2 separate regions of the Mus musculus genome follow, and region 1 is linked to region 2. Evidence: chromatin contacts called from public ChIA-PET data. All regions are on one chromosome and are shown on one strand. Each heading gives the region's core, a stretch centred on a gene start, on an enhancer-like site or on the middle of the called end of the contact. The rest is flanking DNA. Distances are from core to core; before and after follow the strand shown.

What was found. ChIA-PET counts read pairs in DNA pulled down with a chosen protein or histone mark.
Region 1: a contact with region 2 is called in an RNA polymerase II ChIA-PET map of effector CD8 T cells, with 14 read pairs. The contact joins the enhancer-like site here to the promoter of Intu in region 2. A contact is called at or near these places in 18 of 39 promoter capture datasets (the C10 cell line, the HPC-7 cell line, HPC-7-derived erythroid cells and 11 more), 4 of 484 Hi-C or Micro-C datasets (bone marrow-derived macrophages, cranial neural crest, liver and 1 more), 14 of 115 datasets of contacts at active chromatin or transcription factors (the SCID.adh cell line, bone marrow-derived macrophages, craniofacial prominence and 11 more) and 3 of 9 other capture datasets (adipose tissue, liver and pancreatic islet).

What each region holds. Positions count from the first base shown.
Region 1 is chr3:40,756,442-40,763,418 of GRCm38.p6, reverse strand. It overlaps Hspa4l (heat shock protein 4 like), which reads right to left. Exons shown (of 19, transcript NM_011020.3): 4 at 6,296-6,418; 5 at 2,956-3,055; 6 at 2,504-2,637. Among named protein-coding and RNA genes, the nearest start is that of Hspa4l, 14 kb to the right of the region's middle. Within about 2 kb of position 2,483, at least 39 of the 459 cell types and tissues checked have an H3K27ac peak or open chromatin away from gene starts, as enhancers often do. A contact at or near this core is called in effector CD8 T cells, where this site is marked.
Region 2 is chr3:40,538,630-40,546,224 of GRCm38.p6, reverse strand. It overlaps Intu (inturned planar cell polarity protein), which reads right to left and starts at 5,458. Exons shown (of 16, transcript NM_175515.5): 1 at 5,216-5,458. The coding sequence starts at 5,361.

The DNA.
Region 1 (6,977 bases), core at 1,234-3,733, 220 kb before region 2:
ATCCTTTACTTAATACCCTGCTGTTACATGATGAGGTACTAAATGCAGTTTAGTACCTCAAAGGGCCTTTCTGGCCTCAAAGGACTCAGACAGCTCAGCTACAGTAGCAAAGTAACTTAGACTTAGATAAGTAAATGTTTTATTATACAGCAACCTAAATATCTCATCTTCATTGTTTCAAGAAGAACCAAGAACAACAAAGAAGACCCACAGAGCCTGGCCCCCGGCAAATTCACTCTGGTATCAACTTCTGTCTTAGTTACTTCTCTATTGTGGTGGTTAAACACTGTGACCAAGGCAATGTAGAAAACGTTTAATTTGTGGCTAGAGACCATACCACTATCATAGCACCCATCTGCTACCTTGGTAGCAGGTAGCCAGTAATAGGTAAGAACTTAGATTCTGATTCACAATTATGAGGGACGGGGAAGAGAGAGAAAAAGGGGGTTGGAGGAGGGAACACACAAATTAGGAATAACAGGTTTTGAAACCTCAAAGTTCATCCTTAATTGACAAACCTCCTCCAACAAAGTCACAATTCCTAATCCTTCCCAAATAGTTCCACCAACTGGAGACCAAGTATTTAAACATATGAACCTATTGAGAAACACTTGTATTCAAACCACCACAAATAAAAAAATAAAACAAAATAAAAAATAAACAAAGAAACAAACTTCTAAAATTGTGAAAGTAAAGGCCAAAAGAACCCGTCAATCATTGGATGCCAAATATTTTGTTAAATTATCCTTCGTACCTGGCTCAATTAGTTCTCTGCTCTTTGCTACCTGCTCTATTGTCACACACCATGTCACATTAGAAGAACAGTTCTTTCTGAAATAACTGAGTGACAATGAAAATTTCATGAATTCACATTCAGTGGTTCTCTAACATATGAACCCCAAATGAAAATTAAGAACAAACAGCAGTTCTAAGAGTGCAGACAAGAGCAAAGCATACAAGAAAAGAGATCCAAGAGCAAATCTGCAGAATTATATGTAATCAGTCAATTTCCAGGCTAGAATTTAAGCCTTTTGGTTATAATTTTTTTAAAAAAAAACCTACTTTACTTTTATAACAATACAGAACAAAAGAATACACAAGAAATAACACCCTTCCCACAAGACTAGAGCTGGCAGCTGGGCAGCTGTCTATAGGTCATAAGTCAGAGATCTCCAGGATATCTAACCCTTCTCTCCAAGAAATGAGAAAACAGTCATAATCCCATGATTAGGGAGTCACTACTCTGCAGGCATGGCTCTTCAGTAGTTTCTTCTTGAGGGGACACCACACTACGATGCAAGAACAAGTGGTGCTAATTTTCCAACAGACTCACACACACTCCATGAATACAGAATATCCACAGGGTACAGGGCTGCCCAGCATGAAATGCAAAAGCATCCTTCCATGTAGTGATGTGTGTATTCAACTGAGAATCAGGGCTGTTGGGCCACTACATTTATCAGACTTCAACAAGACTCACTGATGAAAAAGTATAGATGAATATACTTAAATTTAGTTAGAGAGAGAAAAAAAGAAAAATCCACCTTTGTTAATAAGTTAAAATTCAAGACTAGAGGCCAAGAATTACGTACGGCCACTTATACAAAACTACCTATAATTTCAACGATGGCATTTCCTTTCATTTTGTGATTCTAAGGATTCCATTATAGTACTATGGAGGTAGTACCACAAGGCTATGCATCTGGACAGATGGCAGACACAGAACAGCACAGACACATAGTACTCACAGACAGACAGATTGCAAGCACTACATAGCTACAGAGACCCCAGGGGACTCTCCCACAGGCCTGGCAGCTCACAGGTCTCTGCAGCAGCAGGTTGCAGGGATGTAGCTGCTATGAGTCATCACACTGCTGTGGGCTTCATAGTGCTGCAGCTGCCACTGAGTCACCTATGCTCCTGGAACGCCCTCCTTTACTCATACTTGAGAAGTGAGTGCTAGGGTTCATTAAAAAAACAAAACCAGCTTCTAGGAGGTTTTCATCAGTAAGAGCAAAGTTAAGAAACTTGCTGACGGTCATTCTTTTTGTTGTTGTTGATGTGTATTATGTATGTATGTATGTATGCATGTATATGAATATGTATGTGTATATATATGAAAATTATATGAATATATTATATATATTATATGAATATATATAATGAGAATGTTTAGATTTATTTTGATGTATTTATGTTTTGTCTGCATGTATGTCTGTGCACCATGTGCATACTTACTATACTCAGAAATCAGAAGACGAGGTCAGATCTCCTGCCACCGGTTTCTGGTGGTTGTGGCCCACCTATGGGTGCTAGAAACTGAACCTGGATCTTCTGCAAGAGTAGCAAGTGCTCTTCATTGCTGAGCCATCTCTCCAGTCCTGCCTTGATGGTTATGCTTTTAAGAGGCAGACTAAGACTTTCAGTCCACTTGTTAAGGGCTTTATATACTATGTGCTCTCACTCGTCACAGTTATAAATAGAAAGTAACTGAGCTACTTACTTTCAGTTTTCCTTTGTTAAAAGCACAAACAGAGACCTGGTAGGCAGAATGTCCCATGTCGATAAACACAACATTCCTTGGTTTCTCATCTAATGAGGGAAGATCCTGCTTATAAATTCCATATGCCAGTGCAACTGTGTGAGAACAAATATTAAGTTAAATGTTGTATAGCTTTGGAGAACAAGACAAAGAAAAGTCATTTTTACACGGTACTCTAATATACAGTATGGTAAAATATAGATTCAACCTACAATAACTTTTCATAAATTACTTAAGTGTTTTATTTTCGTGACTCATCTGAAAAGTTACAGCAGTAACGGCTCTTCAAGTTCAAATATGAATTCAAACTCTGTATTCCAAAACAACAAATTATAAATAATACAAGAGTTTGTACAAATAATACAAGAGTTGTAGATAGAAAATGCTAACTCTTTAAGGTAGCCATCACCAACCTGCAGTGGTTTCATTCATCAGCCTCAGACAGTTTAGGCCTGCAACCTGGGCTGCGGCCATCACGGATCTTCTCTCTGCGTCGGTGAAAAAGCTCGGGATCTGGCAAGAACAGTCATAAGTTACTGCGCCACAGACTTAATAGTAACTGCAGGAAAACATGCGACTTTAAATCAACATCAAATGCTAGAGTGGATTCTTAAATTGGATACTTTCTACGCCATGCAGACTGGATTTGGAGTGTGAACACAAATGCGATTAGTATGGCAGACCACCAGTTTTGTTTGCCTCAAAGAAGCAGTGTTAGTCTGTTTGCTGCACTTTAGCTTGCTCTCTCTAAGGCTCATTAGTGTGACCCTTGTGGAGGTAGACTTAGTTAAAGATGCTTAAGGGAACTGAGAGGTATTGGTCTAGAAAGGAATGATGGACTCCACTTCTGTCTGGACTCTTGTGTGGCAGTCTGGTCTTTTCTTCATACATATTCTTGCCAACGATGCTGTAATGTCCTCACTACAGGACAAACTAATAGAATTGCCCATTATTAATATTCATCCTTCAGAACTATGAGCTAAATAAACCAGTTTTGTAACAAAGGTACGCTGTCTCCATTATTTTGATACAGTACTGAAAGCTTGACTAATATGTTAGACTATTTAGGAAGGTGGCATACACCTTTAATCCCAACACTTGGGAAGTAGAGGCAGGAGGATCTCTGAGTTTGAGGTGAGTGAATTTCAGGTCATTCAGGGCTACTACACTACTACATAGTAAGAATTCATCTAAAAAAAAACCACCTAAAATAAGTTAATTTAATACTAGTCCATATTTAATAATAGTAAACTGAAGCCCTAAGACTATACTGAAATAAGGTTAGGTATATCTAATATAGTATATCCATATAGTAGAATCCTATATAGCTAAGATCAGCTAGATCTCTATTGCCACGAAATAGTATATTATGCTAAAAAAAAAAAAAGGAAAGAAAAAGAAAGGAGAGGAGAGGAGAGGAGAGGAGAGGAGAGGAGAGGAGAGGAGAGGAGAGGAGAGGAGAGGAGAGGAGAGAAGCAGAGCAGAGCAGAGCAGAGCAAAGCCAAGCCTTGCAGGGGCTGGAGAGATGGCTTGTTGGTTAACAGCACATGCTGTTCCTGAAGAGTACTAGAGTTCTGTTCTCAGTACCCAGATCAGGCAGAACTCCCTGTAACTCCAGTTCCAAAAAATTTGAGGCCCTCTTTTGGCCTCTATGGCATGACACACACATGGCACACACATAGACAAGCAGGTACACACACACAACAACAAAAAATGCTATGGAGAGCATAATTTCATTTCTGTGAAATGTATATACAGAAAGAAGATGAAATCCAAGTGTTTCCAAGGAGGGAAAATATATATTATAGTAAACTATGAAAAAACCTATTTTATAACCATCAAAAATACTGTGTTTAAACTAAAATGTTAACATCCAGTTTAAAATATATACTTGCTTATTCTTACTTATGTCAAGATAAGAAATACTTTAATTTAGCCCAAAATTTAAAAAAATTATTGAATATTTTAATGTACAAAAGAACTCAGTGCCTTGATAACCTCAAGGTTGCTGGGATTCTTGGTATAAGTTACAATACCCATCTCACTGTTTCTCTCATTAGGATGTGTATGTGGGGGTTGTACAACATCATAGTGTTTTTATAAAAGTCAGAGGACAGCCTGTGGAAGCAGCTCTCTTCTTTCACCTTCACATGGGTTCAGAGGGCTGAATGCATGGCCCCAGGTTTGAGTGGCAAGTGCCTTGCCTCACTGAGCCATCCCATTGCCCCCAACTTAAGCAATTTGTTTGCTGGTTTTTTTTTTTTTTTTTTTTTTTTTTTAGACAGGTTTTCACTATATATATATTGGCTATCCTAGAACTCACTATATAAATCAAGCTGGCCTTTAATGCAGAGATCTGCCAGGCTCTGCCTCCTGGGTCCTGAGATTAAAGGCACATGACATCATGCTCAGCATAAGTTTTAAGTTTTAAGTCAGCAGTCTTTAGTTTGGTTGTGTTGCGTTTGATGCCTATTTTGTTTGTCCTGGATATCAGTATTCTTCTCCTTAAAAATCTATAAGTGAATGAATATGTATGGTTCATAGAATACTCATGGGGTAATTTATAAAACACATGTTTTTGTAGCTGTTATAGTAACTCACAGACTAGACCTGTCTTCATAATGCCAATGACTATGACAGACAGACTTTAGGACACCTGTACCAATCTTAAACATATTCAAAGTGGTAACACTGCAAGCACACTCTTGGAAATGAATTACCTTACATTTCTCAATATGAAAACTAGGATGTAATAGTCTACCCGTATGAGGGAATCTCTGAGGTTTACTAAATGTGTTAATACACATAAACTACTACAGTGCCTAGTCAATGATCAACACTACTAACTGCTATTTATAAATGTTCACAAAGTAAAATACCACGCTGTAACATTTCTTTCAAATTGAATTCAAGTAATGAGGATATTTGATGGTTATGTTTACTGAACAGTTCATAATCTAATTCTTTTTTCTGATATGAAACTCTTCAACTTATGTGTAGTCAACTTTAATATATTTACATTAAGTTAAAACATGTAAGTTAAAAGGTAGTTAACATTATTCAATGAGATTTCAAGAGAAGCTATGGTAGATAAATATTTTATTAAGGTCCTTAAAAAAGAATTCTTAAAAAGGGGTGGGGTTGGTGGGGATAAAAAAGGATTCTTAAATATCTGTTTTTTTCCTGAGACAGAGTATCTATAACTTCAAATTCCCACCTGTAACCTCACATCACTAACTCTGAATTTTTAATTTTTTCCCTAAAACATTAATGTATTTAAAGTTGGGAAGTTAAAATCTATTTAGGAAGATTATCTTTTAAAAAGATTTTTAAAGTTACATTCATTTAGTGTGTATCTTCATACGGATTTGGGTGTGTACATGTGTGGGAGGAGGCACAAAGGCAGGATTAGAGGACAGCCCTCAGGAATTAGGTCTCTCTGTCACCATGCGCACTCTGGGGACCAAACTCATGGCCTCTGTCTTGGTGGCAAGTGCTTTCACCTCCTAAGTCTTCTCACTTGTCCCTTAGGAAGAATCTCACACGTGTCAGTGGCAGCAGCCACTAAAATAATAAAACACAATGGGCTTTGAAGGTTTGCTGATTATCAGAACCGACTTGATACAATTCTAAACTTTACCAAATAAGGCAGCTTTTAACAAAGAAAAGGAAATATAAGTTATTTTCTGGCCAAAGGGAGAAATTACAAAGAGAACCCCCCTTTTTTATTGACATCAATGTACTGCTGCTCACCGAGATCACACAGTCAGCCACTGGCTTCTTCAGAGCATTTTCTGAGGTCTCTTTAAGCTTAGCCAGCAACATCCCAGTGACTTGCTCAATTGCAAAGGGCCGCTCTTCTTCCAGGTACCGCACCTACAACCAAGATTGACATGCTGAGAGTCACCCACTCACACAGCATGTGCCTTAGCGTCATCTATATGTCACGCCACAGTGGAAATGAGTTGGTTCCTTACATATAGTAACTAGTAACACTAGACATGCCTCTCACCTTTAGCTCCACACAAAGCACACTACTTTGAAGGGACTGCTTAGGTCCCTGTCCTTAAAACCATTAATTTTTATCATTCATTTTCCAAGTATGAAATAAATAATGAAGAAAAAAGATAAAATTCTTTTTTTTAAAAAATTAGTACTCTACTCAGCTTAAAATTAAAGCTTCAGTCACATGTTTTTGAAAACAAGAAATTTAAGACACAGGGAAAACAAAGGGAAAAATCCATTTTAAGAATATGTAACATGTATTACATCAAAGTTCCCAGGAATAAGTATGGATTAAGTATAAAATTCAAAATTAATGGAGACAGGTTTGTGCCTAACTGTGCTGCATTTAGGGATGGGAGATAAATCTGAGCAAGTAACCTGAACTTTATTTTTTTAAGATTTATTTATTATATGTAAGTACAATCTAGCT
Region 2 (7,595 bases), core at 4,209-6,708:
CTCAACAATGTTTAAAAGTCCAAAGTTCAAAGTCTCTTCTGAGATTCACATAATCTCTTAACTGTAAAATCAAAATCAAAAAGCAGATCACATACTTGCTATATACAGTGGCACAGAATATACATTACTGTTCTAAAAGAAAGCATAGTGAAGAAATAGTTGACCAAAGCAAGACCGAAAACCATCTGGGCAAACTCCAAACTCTGCCTCTCTGTGTCTGATGTCTTTAGATCTCCAACTCTTTTAGCTTTGTTTCTTTCTCTTGGGCTGGTTCCACTCCCTGTTAGCAGCTTTTGTAGGTGGGAATCCCACAGCTCTGACATCTCCAACCTCTTGGTGTCTACAAAGGCAATCCAGGCTTCCCCTTCAGAGATTCACACCATGATCTCTCTGGGCCACACACCTGGCCTCAGCAACTTTCCTTCGTCATGGAGATTCCATAGACCTTTCTTCTATCCTTGACTCTAAAGCCAGAACTACGTGGCCGAAGCTGCCAGTTCTGCTGCTTGCTGGGACTGGAACATGGCCTCCTTGTTCAATTACACCTTCACCAGCTTTCTGGATTTGGTGGTTTCCTGTACCACTTAAGCTTGGCTGTCCTGGAACTAGCCCTGTAAACCAGGCTGGGCTTGAACTCAGAAATCTGCATGCCTCTGTCTTCTGAAGTGCTGAGATCAAAGGTGTGGACTACCAACCCGAATCTAAGCTTTTCTTTAATTCCTTTTCACTAGTTGGAAGCTTAGCTAGGTGGAGTCTGAGGTCACACACCTATATACATCTACCACACACATAACAAAGATGAACTAAGCCAGGAACTTTCAAAGCTATCCTAGGGAATCTAAGGCTGGGGAGCTACTGTGCTTTTGAGTAGAGCAGGAAACATGGTCTAGAACTGTGTTGTCTTTTTAAAGACTTATTTTAAATACTTTTGTTATTCTTTGATAATTTCACATAACTGAATTTTGATCATATTCACCCCAACTTCTCCCACTAACTACTCCCAGATCAATCCTCGCCTGCATCCCCACAATTTTTTCTTCTTATAATTATTTAAAGAACTCATCAAGACCAGTAGTGCTACTATGCATTCCTGGATATGGGGCCATACAATGGAGCCCAGTACACTTGTTAGGGACCACACCCTTTCACAGAAACCATCAACCATCCATAGTACCTCAGTTAGGGGTGGAAATTCATGAACCTCTTACCCTCCAGGCTGGAATGTTAACTGGCTTGATCTTATGGATCTTAGTGACAAATCTTAAATCTGTCTGCTTAATTTGGAGTGACCATAGAATCCAGAAACCCAGGAAGAGATCACTGATGGGGAGGAGAAGTAAGTGTGTGTGTGTGTGTGTGTGTGTGTGTGTGTGTTCTTGTGTACTAGAAATCAAACTCCAGTGTTCCCCTAGAATAGTACATGCCATGCTCTTAATTACTGAACCATTCCTTCAATATTTTTTGTCATTGTTTTTGGTTTTTCAAGACAAGGTCTCCCTGTGTAGCATTGCTGTCCCGGAACTCACTTTGTAGACCAGGCTGGCCTCAAACTCACAGAGAGCCTATCTCTGACTTCTAAGTGCAGGGATCCAAGGTGTGTGCCACCATAGCTGGCTCATCTCTCCAATCTTTAGAACTGCGTTTGAGAAAGTAAGTTCTTATAGACGGATGACGGGAAATAGAGGCAGAGCTTCAGATCTATTAGAGGTGACATCCACGGAGTGTGTGAGAGAGGAGTGGCAAGCCCTGGTAGTAAGGCAGTATGTCGAGAGGAGACAAGTGAGGGCTGGGGTACAGCCCAGGGTGTGCGCACAGCAATCAAGTCTAAGGATGTAAACCGAGACTGTGGCGAGAAGATGGAGGAAAGGCAAGGGAGACAATTCCCTTTATAACACGCTGAACTGTGTGAGGTGGCAGTTGGGAATTATACAGCATTAACCCACTTTCATGTTCCTTATCTTATTAAACTATGTTAGTTTATAAAAGAACTAATTAAAAGAAAAACCAGGGCTCAGAACAGGAGAAAAAAAGAGAACTTCAAACAGAAGTATATGGCATCCTATAAGTCACTCCTGTCCATGTCAAAACCCAAGACAAAGGTAAGTACTTATCTAGACAGGCAGCAGAATTGTACTCAGAAGAGAGAGAGAGAGAAAGGAGAGAGAGAGAGAGAGGGAGAAAGAGAGGGAGAAAGAGAGGGAGAAAGAGAAGGAAAGGGAGAGAGAGAGGGAGGAGAGGGAGAGGGAGAAAGAGGAGAGGGAGAGGGAGAGGATCTACCATAGTAACAAAATTAAAAAAAAAAAGATAAAACAGAGACTAAACACCGCACTTTTTCAAAACTCTGGAAAATACAAAGCCACCTGCAGTGGCAGAAAGCGAGTGGTCCCAGAGAGAGAGGGAACGCATGGTCTCAGACACGTGGAGAAACATCTGGGTGAGCCATAATGTGCCCTGCTGATGGATGGAAGTGCAGGCTTGCACATATGCCTCAGTAAAGTGACTTGAAAATCTCAGGCATGCAAAGGAAGTATTTGCTTTCTTCTCTAGCCAATCTTACTTTAGGTAGAAGTTTCTCAGGCAGAATCTATTTCACAGTCACCCCTCTTCTTGCCCCTCAGCCCTAGTTATAAAACTAACAATGACAAACAAACAAAACAAAAAACAACAACAAAAAAACCCAAAACCAAAACACTTTAAAAAAATCAAAGATTGATGTCATAAAATTGTCATCTCTGGCCATCATGAACTAATCACTGTTGCTTCAATGAACTGGGAACTGCACAGCAAAGCAGAGAAGCCTGGCTTCACTGCTAAGGAAAGGCGTTTATTATCTTAGTCCTGAAGCCATCAGTGGGTCCCTTAACCCTATCCTCTCCCCTGTTTGGTCTCTGAAGCCCCCTGAGGTCATGCCCATGTGCCAGGTTTAGACACAATGGCATCTTCTATCTAAAGCCTCCCTCGACCATAACAAGCCTAAAATAAATCTACTAAAAGAACAACTTGGGGCCAGAGGAATGCCGCGGCAAGTGAGGACACTTGCACTTGGATGACCTACGTGTGATGCCCTGAATCCACATGGTAGGGGGAGAGAATCAACTCTTTCAAGTTGTCTTCTGACCTCCATACTTTCGTTATGGCAACTGTGAGCAAGCACACACACATGGGCACACACACATGTAAACACACACAGGCTCACACAAATACAGGCACTTACACACACAGCCACACCTAGACACACATTAAATATTTTTAAAACCCTACCAGAATATTATCCTAAGGCAGTTTCATCTCACAAATAATAAACTAACATGATCATATGTAGGTCAAACTGCATTTCGATTGCAAACACGCATGAAATAATAGCTTGCAAAAAGAAGAGTCAGTCAGTAACGGGAATCTTAAAAGTCTAGGATATGGAATATGCCTCTCTCTGTGTGCTTCATGGAGTCCACAGGGGTAACCGGCAAGTCTTATCTCTCTGATTTGAAAGGTTCGGATTCATGATCCTAAGCCTTCCATCAGAGTGGTTCTTCCCAAAGCAGGGTGGCCCAGCTTGCACAATACTGTAGCTTATGGCAGTAAATACGTAATATAATAAAATATTTGAACAAAACCTTCCCAAGGCAGGTCAGCAATTTTCTCTTCATGTTACACATACCAACAAAGGACAGACCAAAAAAAAAAATCTTAATTTTGGAACAACCAGCCAAACACTTTGCAGTAAGAGTGTATTATCAGGACAAGGACACTGGAATATTTGGAGTGACTGGTAAATGACTGATAAAGACATCGACTTTTCCTACAAGGTTCTCAAGAAAATCCCACTGTATGCTGGATGCCCCTTCAGGAGTTAGGTCAGTGTTTCTGTGTTCATGGTAACAGTGCAAATATTTCTAGGATAAAAGTGTGTGACTAAGATGTGGGGAAATCACGTAAACTAGGTAAGAAAGCATGCAAGGCATAAGCTTGCCCGCCCGCCTGCCAGCCAGCAGTGCCCTCCATGCTTTCTGCCTTGCAGCTTTGGCCGTGAAGGGAGTTCTCAGATTGGAGGTACTGCTATGTAGAATGGCAACCCAGGCCTGCTTCAAGGTCCTGCCTTGAAGCCCTTCACTCATAACGGACCCTGACCTGGGGTCTAAGTTGCCTTTGGTCATAATTTCTTACCACAGCAACCAACCACAAAGTTTTAAATCATTTTTTAAGATGACAACAACAGCTTACAAAGTTGATATTTTTACATCTGTGTGAAGTTTTAAGACTACAATCTCTCTGTAGTAAGCTTCTAGAGTGGATTTGAGCAGGTTTTCCCCTTACTTTTAGTGACAAAAAAGAATGTGTTACATACTGTTGATTGAAGATGATCAGTTATTCATAACTGCTAGTTCCAACTGCACATAGGATGTTCCCCTAAAAGTATGGACAGCCTTTGGGCACACAGTGACCTGAATCCTTTCACTAATAATCATTCTAAGTTATCAGTAGTTATTCCAAGAAGTCCTTAATCCATAGCAACAGGGATAGATTCCTTAAGAATTGAAATACTGTGACTCAAAATAACTTACTTATGATATTACCAAGAATTCTGACTTGAAATAAAAGAAACCCTGGGGTTGAACAGAAAAATACAGCCTGACTATCCTAAAGCCAGAGAGAATGTCTTGATAGTGAGGCTCCTCTTTATGCTATCATTTCCACAAGAGGAAAAAAACACCTCCCTAATATTAAATAGTTGCCTCACAAAGTGTGTGTACGGTGTCTCTCCCCAGCAAATACTCAGGAGTCTGAGGGTGCAGAGGGACTTCATAAGTTAGGTGTGTTTGCTGCTCTTGGAGAAGACTGGAGTTCAGTTCCAAGCACCAACATGCTTGCTCACAACCCGGGAAAACACTAGTTCCAGGGATTCAATGCCCTCTTCTGGCCTCTGTGGGCACCTGCACTTATGTGCAGATACCCACACAAAGACACACAGGTACATGTAATAAAAAAATAATAAAAATAAATGTTAAAGAATGCTCTAAGACACAGTGAGGTAAGAAGGCAGTGCTACAGAGCACAACAATGATCCTTCACAGACACAGAACCCACCAGAGGCAGGGACCCCCACCCCCACCCCCACCCCTTATCCAGAAACCGGAGCAAGCCCGCCAGCGAACTGCTCCCCGCTCCCCGTGCGTGCGAGCAAGGGCAGGGGACCCGCAGTCTCCAGGAGCCTTACGTGTCACTGCTGGCTGAGGAGTAGGAGCCCAAGCTGCTGGCCCCGGCGTCGGAGTCGCCTTCCTCCTCTTCCTCTTCCTGTGAGGACAGGTCTCCAGGGAGCTCGGGCGGGCGCCCACGCGAGTCTCCCCTCGCAAGGCCCGCCATCCTCTGGGTCGCGAGAGCTCCGGGGCAGAAGCTCAGACGCCAGAGCCCGCCAGCCGCGCCTCCAGCAGCGCCGCCATTTTGCCAGGTCGGGCCACGTGACCCCGATACTCAGTTGCGATTGGCTGAGGCGCCGGTTGCCTGGGAGACGGGGAAGCTTCCCGGTACAGACGCTGAGCATTTTTGGGGGGGGGGGGGCTGTGCAAACTTCTTTGCTGTTTGGCATTTCCCCACGCTCTTCCACGCGACGAGCCAGGCTGAGACTCGTTTTTCCCTTTTCCTTTTTTTCTTTTCATATTGACAGTTTGCACACTGTCTTGTTTTCTTTTTTCTATTATGTTTTAAAATTGTGATCCAAAAGATTCCGTTTGGCTAGTTTTGGGGCGGTTTTTGTTTGTCTTATTTTGATAAACAGTACCTTAGAGGTAAAGACCCTCTTCCATGCACCTCTAGGTGCTAATGCAAATCTCTCAATTCTTTTTTTTTTTAATTTATTTGTGATTTGTGAATAGTTACATCAACTATGTTTAGGTACATAATCGCTATCTTTGTGTCATCCATTGCTGACTCAATTACATTCTGTCTCTATTCATAGCCATTCTAAATATTTGCATACAATGAAGTAAATATTTTTCTGTAATTAAATTTAAAAACAGGGCTTAATGAATTAAGAATGAGTATACAGCTAGCAGGCAACAAAGCCAACCAAGAAATGAACTTTAAGCATTAATTACAACACGCTACATTTTCTCCTCAGGAGTCAATTCTCCAGGTCCCCTTTTCTGTGGTTTCATCTTCCAAGATCAGACAAAGTGTGAAAGTATTAGGTGATAAGTTCCAGAATGGAACGAGTTCTAGATTGTGCATCACTCTGGGTTATGTGGGGAAATCTCACAGTCTTGCTCCATCCCACTTGGTAGTAAACTTCCTTTTGTTGGGTGTATGTACATTGTCTATGTAACGCACCTGTTAGTCACTTATAGTCGCTGACTAGTTAGAAGACAAGCCACCAAAGCATCACACCACACTGACTGTATTTAAGTAGGACTATCAACAGTAGGTTACAGTGCCTAAATGATGCACATAATATCACTCTGTGTCTAGGAAAAAAATCACCAAAGAAATGCCTGTGACCTCAAAAGGTATGGAGACTTCTTCCCAGAAGCAAGCAAGCAGTGGACATCAACAGCATCAACCTAATCCAGTGAACATCAGCAGAGTCTATGAAAGCCAGTGAACCCTAATCCAGAAATTTTGAAGCTCAAACCCTACATGTTGAGGATCACTCCCCAAGACTGCTCCTCTTTACTGCCCTGCGCTTTAAGATGGCAGTCAGGAGACCCAGCTTGTTTTTACTTGTCCACTGCCTGCAAAATGAGGTTTCCATAGCTCTCTCCTTGCGCTTGACTAATCTATTTGAGCAGCTTACAGATTCAGGAAAATTCTTATAGTTACCCTTTTACTGTACATCATTACAAAGAATATAGACCAAAAGATTCACAGGGGAGGTATGGGAGAAGGGATGGTGTCTCAGTGGCTTTTGTCAGTGGTCTCTCTCCAAGTCCCTCCATGTACTCATAGATCTGGAGGCTCTCTGAACCTTTTAGAAACGGAGTCACATAGGCCAGACTGCTAACAGGCTGAGTGGGAAGACTCAATAATGCCTGTGTGTATCTATTCTTTTGCATTTCTTTCTCCTGGGGATGAGGCATGACCCCTCTGAGATGACAAGTGCCTTATAGCCTACTGTCAGACGGGGGGGGGGGGGGGGTGTCACTGTAATAAGGGGACTTTCCATAATAGTTACGTTAAATTTTGATAAAATGTGTATACCTTTTACTTCTGTTATCTCAAACAATAACATTTAGCCAAGATTTTATTTCCAAATAAAAGGGCTTTAAGGCACCTTTTTGATAAGTTAGCCATTTGTTTGTTTGCTTGCTTGTTTAATGATTTGCTTGGGACAGGGTTTCATTGTGTAGCCCTGGGTGGCCTGGAACTTTAGACCAGGATAGCTGGGTAGCTCTCTCTCTCTCTCTCTCTCTCTCTCTCTCTCTCTCTCGATTTATTTATTTATTTTATGTTTAGAATTGCTCTGTTTTCATATACACTAGAAGAGGGAATCAGATTCCATTACAGATGGTTGTGAGGCACCATGTGAGTGCTGGGAATTGAACTCAGGATCTTTGGAAGAGTAGCTCGTATCTGCTGAGCCATCTCACCACCACCACCACCAC